Regions from separate parts of the Pan troglodytes genome. Here region 1 is linked to region 2. Evidence: chromatin contacts called from public HiChIP or PLAC-seq data. All regions are on one chromosome and are shown on one strand. The core of a region is the stretch at or near the end of the contact, and the rest is flanking DNA. Distances in the headings are between cores, read along the strand shown. Region 1 holds the start of KDM3A (lysine demethylase 3A). Region 2 holds the start of RMND5A (required for meiotic nuclear division 5 homolog A).

The links. HiChIP or PLAC-seq counts read pairs in DNA pulled down with a chosen protein or histone mark.
Region 1: an H3K4me3 HiChIP or PLAC-seq map of stem cell-derived excitatory neurons shows a contact between it and region 2, with 2.2 times the contacts expected there. The contact joins the promoter of KDM3A here to the promoter of RMND5A in region 2. A contact is called at or near these places in 1 of 7 Hi-C or Micro-C datasets (stem cell-derived neural progenitor cells) and 1 of 1 datasets of contacts at active chromatin or transcription factors (stem cell-derived excitatory neurons).

What each region holds. Positions count from the first base shown.
Region 1 is chr12:36,307,872-36,310,736 of NHGRI_mPanTro3-v2.0_pri, reverse strand. It overlaps KDM3A (lysine demethylase 3A), which reads left to right and starts at 1,298. Exons shown (of 26, transcript XM_525805.8): 1 at 1,298-1,618; 2 at 2,171-2,386. The coding sequence starts at 2,201. It overlaps LOC134807803 (a long non-coding RNA gene), which reads right to left and starts at 1,400. Exons shown (of 2, transcript XR_010149077.1): 1 at 1,062-1,400; 2 at 1-749.
Region 2 is chr12:36,035,282-36,037,981 of NHGRI_mPanTro3-v2.0_pri, reverse strand. RMND5A (required for meiotic nuclear division 5 homolog A) reads left to right here and starts at 1,341. Exons shown (of 9, transcript XM_016948908.4): 1 at 1,341-1,939. The coding sequence starts at 1,798.

The DNA.
Region 1 (2,865 bases), core at 49-2,548, 270 kb before region 2:
TTAATTGTATTAATATTGCTATATTGCTTTCATTTGGCTACCATTTGATTAAATATTTTAGCCCAGTATTTTCAAGCTTCCTGTGTTGTAAGCGTTTGTTTACGGTCAATTTACAGCTGGATTGTCCTTTTATTCCCAACTGTCTTTTAAAACTTGTGAGTGAAATTAACCCATTTACATTTATTGTAAATACTGATGTTTGGACTTTTCACATTAAAAACATTTTTACCATATGTTCTGGTTTCTTTTGCTTATCTCGTTCCCATTTCTGCCTTCTGTTCAGCTGGATAGGTTTTTTCTTCTCATTTAGTAGCCCCCTTCCTTTAAATGGTCTGCAGATTATAAAGCCAATTTAATTCTTCTGTTACTAAGTTTAAAAACTTAAAATCACATTCAGAATATGTATATTGAAAATCAACATCCAGAGTTGATTTGCATCTATAATCCCTTATATGTTTCCAAACATTCTCTGATTATACGTTTCCACACTTGTAAAATGGGAGGCATGAGTTCTTCTTAAGGATTAAATGTGATGTAATGTCAAACACTAGCCTTTATGAACATATCTTCAATTTCTTCATTCCATTTCTTTTTCATTCAATCAAAATACTTCAGGTCCAGAGCACACAATCACCTCTAAACTCCTTTGTCCTTCAAAGTCACCTTCTCTTTCATCTCTTGCATCATTCATTATGGCCTTCAACTACTTTAAATTTCTTTGTAAGTCTCTGAATACCTTCTCAATCCCCCTTTGGAGAAAAAAAAAATCTCATTATACATTGTATTTAAAGGTCTCTTTTGCTCTAAATTTAATGAACGTCATTATCCAGTAACTCCACGCCTTTCTTCATTTATCCTTCAAAATGGCGGACTTTAGACGTTCCACGATCAACACCACGTGCGCCTGCGCCTCCCGCAGCCATTTCGCCCAGCAGCCTAAGCTCGGAGAGGCGCCTGCGCACGAGCCTCCAGAGCACTATCGCTCCTCCCTCTAGCTGAGTACGCCTGAAACCGCACGTTCTCTTCCCTTCCCTCCCCCGCCAACCCTGCACCGCCCTCACCCTTTCCTGTGAGATTCTTCCGCCAAGTGGAAGGCTCATCTTCGGTCGACAGCCTACGCACTTGAAGAACAATCCAATAGGCACTTATAGCTCAGGATCTCGCCATTCAGTCTTATCTATGCGCCACAGCAATTTTCCTCCGGGCCCCAAAGTTGATAACCGATTTCGCGGGACTTTTTTTTGCATATTGTGAGGCAACAAATGGAAAGAATAGGCCTGTGGCGGAGGGATCACTCGCTTATTCTCTGTGTACTTTAACCTAATGGGGGTCGCCCGGGAGTCGGAAGGGGGAGGGGAAAGGGAGGAGGCAGCCAAGGAATTGTTTTTTTCTCTGGCCCCGCCCTCGCCCGGGGGGCCAATGGTGATGGTCTGTTTCCCCCGGAGCCTCGCCCAGCTCCTGTGTCTCAGCCAATGAGCGGCGGAAGCGGCTCCGAGGGGGGCGGGTCCAGGAGGCTGTGCGTGTCTTGTGAGAGCTCTTGAACCAAGTCAGCGCTGGAGTCGGCTAGGCGGCTGGAAACGGCGGCTGCCGCCGGTGACTCAGGGAGGCGGGAGGCGGGGTAAGAGCGCCGCGGCCTCGGCTGCGGGGAGAGGGGAAAGAAAGGTGAAAGCGCCGAGCGCGCGGCCCCGCCGCCCGTTGGCAGCGGCGCAGGCCCGGGAGACGGGCGCCCGGGGTTCGGGGCCGGGGAGCTGGGCGCCGGGGCGGGGCGGCGGGGCAAGTGCGGAATCGCGGGCTCGCCCACCCTCCCCCGCGGGGCCGCCCGGGACCGGCTCTCTGCACCAGGGGCCTTTTCTTTTCGGGGCTGGGGGCTGAGCACTTTCAAATCCACTCGAGCCGCAGATAATTTTTCCCTCACTCCCTCTGCGGTTGCGTTTGAGCTGTTAGAAAAGCCAAACTTGGGAGAGCGAGGGTCACGCGGCGCTGGGACCCGGGTGTGTGGCGGGGGAGGGCGCCGGGGGGCGGGGGCGCGCAGGAGGGGGGCTCGGTGCGGGTCCGCCCGGGGCCGCGTCCTCGCGCGGGTTCGGCGCCCTCCGCCCGCTCTCTCTGCTGTCTCCGCCCGGCCCCCTCCCACCGGCCGCCCCCGTCGCATTTTGTTTTTGTGTTTTTGCAGGGAGGAGCTCTTCCTGCAGGCGTGGAAACCATGGTGCTCACGCTCGGAGAAAGTTGGCCGGTATTGGTGGGGAAGAGGTTTCTCAGTCTGTCCGCAGCCGACGGCAGCGATGGCAGCCACGACAGTTGGGACGTGGAGCGCGTCGCCGAGTGGCCCTGGCTCTCCGGGACCATTCGAGCTGTCTCCCACACCGACGTTACCAAGAAGGATCTGAAGGTACAGGCGGCTCCGGGCCTCTGCCACCGGACGTTTCGCAGTTACCGTGGTAACGCGACCATCGGTTCCCTCCTTCCGTTTTCTGAAAACGGAGACCAGAAAGTTGGCATATGATCTGAAGGTGCAGGAAGCTAGATCTTGAAAGTCTTTGGAATGGTTGTACAGAGCCGAGTTGTGTTTGGCCCACAGCTCCTGGCTGCCTGGCTTTAATAATGGGCTTAGGGTTGTTCAGACACGCTTCATTAATGCCGGTGCTGTGTCCCACTAGGACTGTCTCATCTTTACTGCAGAGGAGGAGGAGTATTTTTGTTAGCGTTAGGTAGGGCCTGTAAGTGACGTTTGGAGTCATTAAGAATTGAGGGTTAGTGCTTGGAAGTACTTTCAGCTGGTTTTGTTTGTTTGTTCCTGTTAATTTATTCACTCAACTTTTAAAAAAACTTTCAGACTTGTTAAAAATGAAGTGAGTGTAGAGGGAGGAG
Region 2 (2,700 bases), core at 92-2,591:
TCACGTTAATTTAAGAAAAAGAATTGCCTACCACCTCACGCCAGGGGCTGTTCTAGGCAAAAAATTTAGACAAGCAGGGGGCCTGCCTTCATGGTTTTATGTAAGTGGTGCAGACAGAAAAATAAAACATCAGATCATTTCAGAGTTTAAGTGGTGTGGAAATAATAAAATGTGTTATGGTATTAACGGTGGGGAGGAAGTACATTAGTGTGGTCAGCCAGGGGAGGACCCTGTAAGGGGACAAGTGAGCTGAGAAGAACTTCAGGATGAAAAAGGTAGGAGAAGAGTTTTCTGGGCCAAGGAAAGGGCAAGTGCAGAGGCCCTGAGGCACGAACTAGCTGGGCTCCTGAAGAAATGCAAAGGTAGTGCAGCCGATGCTGATCAAGGAGGTCTAGGCCAAGGCTGGAGACTCCATAGCAAGCGATGGGAAGGATTTACCCGAGGGGGTAAAGCCGATCCGATCCGATAGCATAAGGCTTCCTAGGGAGCAAGGGCCAGGCTGCCCGGCTCTCCAGCGCGTGTTCTTTCCACCCTGCTAAGCTGCCCGGCACATGGCTCTGGGGCGAGGCCACCGTCAGGAGAGGTTCCAGGCCAAGGGGCCAAAGGGCCAGGGCCCGCGGGGGATGGGGACATGACCTCCTGGGTGTCGCAAGCCCGGGGCAGCGCTGACAGCCGGCGCGGGGCTTTCGCGAGCAGCAAGCGGCTCCCCTCACCCGGGCCCAATCACCCCCGCCTTTAATTCCCATTAGGGACCCCCCGCCGACGCAGCACCAGCCCCCGGGCGGCCTGGCTTGGTTTTTCATCCCGGGAGATGGATCCGTCGCCCAAAAGTTCGGAATGACGGTACCCCTTTCCCTTAAGATCGATGAGGAGACGAAATAAATTGGGGTCAGGGCGACGTCCTATGGAAAACAGCCCTTTGTATTTTTGTCTAGTTTTCCCCCAAGGCTTTCCATAAACTACTCGTTTCTCGGTACGCTCTCCAAGTCACCCCCTCCAACAGCGAGCCCGTTGGTTTGGCCCCTCAGCCCGGATTGGCTGAAGGCTTACGCCTCGGCCAGGGATTGGCTTCTTACGACTCCCCGCGCCCATTGGTTGGGGTTCCCCGCTTCTGGGCGGAGTGGTGAGGGCCGGTTTCCGCCTCCTTGTTTATGGAGCGCGTAGTTGTAGCGCTCTCCGAGCGCTGGGGCTGTCTCCAAAGTTCCCTATTTAGCTACTCAGGCCAATTGGGGCCTCGCTCCACCCTCGCCCTCTCCCTCGCACGCCTTCCGTGTGGTACGGCCCACACCATTAGAGTGGCGGCGCGTGTGGGCGCCCGTCGCGTTCCTCCGCCCGTTCTCGCCGGGTCGCACCCCCCACCCCGAGGGTGTACTTGGTACGGCCCGCGCCGCCTCCTTTCCTCGCCCGGGTGGCCATCCCCCTCCCCCCAGTCGGCGGCGCTTGGTGCCGCCCGGGAGAACCAGGTCATCGGTCGCTTCCCGTGAAAACAAAAACAATCGGCCGCGCCGTCGCAGGCACCCGAACGTCGCGAGCGGGGCCTGGGGACGCGGGGCCGAGTGCAGCGAGCGAACGGGAGCAGCGGCGACGCGCCAGGGGGCTAGGGCGCCATGGGGCAGGCGGGCTCCGGCTGCGCGGGGCTCCCCCGGCGCCGCGGCTAGTGCGCCCGCCGCCTCGGCCGCCTCAGCCTCCCGCGCCGCCCGCTTGGGGAACGAGGAGCAGGACGCGGCCTCGGCGGGGCCCGGGCCGAACGGCTGCGGACACCTGGGCGCCGAGGAGCCGAGCGCCGCCGCCTCCGGCATGGATCAGTGCGTGACGGTGGAGCGCGAGCTGGAGAAGGTGCTGCACAAGTTCTCGGGCTACGGGCAGCTGTGCGAGCGCGGCCTGGAGGAGCTCATCGACTACACCGGCGGCCTCAAGCACGAGATCCTGCAGAGCCACGGTAGGGCGGCCCGCGTGGGCGCGCGGGGCAGGGCCCACTGCCCGAGCCCCGGTCCCGGCCCTGCGGCGGGAATCCCTCACCCACCCTCGCGCCTCTGGCCCGGCCCTTGCCTCCCCTGAGGCGCGGAGGCCCCCAGACCCCTGAGACTTTTTCTCCTCTTCGTCCGATTTTACCTCGAACCTGCCGCGACCTCGCTGCCAATTCAGAAGGAGCGCGAACCACCCGGAAACCCAGCCGGGAGCCGCGGGCTCCAGTCCGGATAAACGTGGGTGAGGGGGCCGCCCACCGCACCTGCAAACTGCCGACCCCCGAGTGGGCGCCCCTCGTCCCCCGCCCCCAGCCGGCCCCGGGAGTCTCACGTGGTGCCCGCGGCGCTGTTCTGCGGGCGGTGAGTGAATCGCCTGGGACCCCAGGCTCTGAGTGATGAGGGCAGTGCAGGAAGCTCCCTTTCCCCTCTGTGCCGCCCCGAATCCTTGGCCAGGGGACTTCGTTTCTTCGTTTTATTTTGGAAAGTCGAGCGTTATTCTTAGCTGTGGGTTAACAACAGCCGCTCCTGCAACTTCATGATTTGGCTGCTGTGTGGACGCAGCTCTTAACTCCGTAGCGGCTCTGACATGGTTCCTTGGAAACCAGCTCAATTCAACCCTTCTGTTCTCCTAGTGTACCTTCTGATGACACCGAGGAGGAACGGGCGACATTTGCCCAAGTAAATTGTGCACATGTTGCTAGTTACTTGCTTTGCCTGGTTAAGTTCTTTCAAA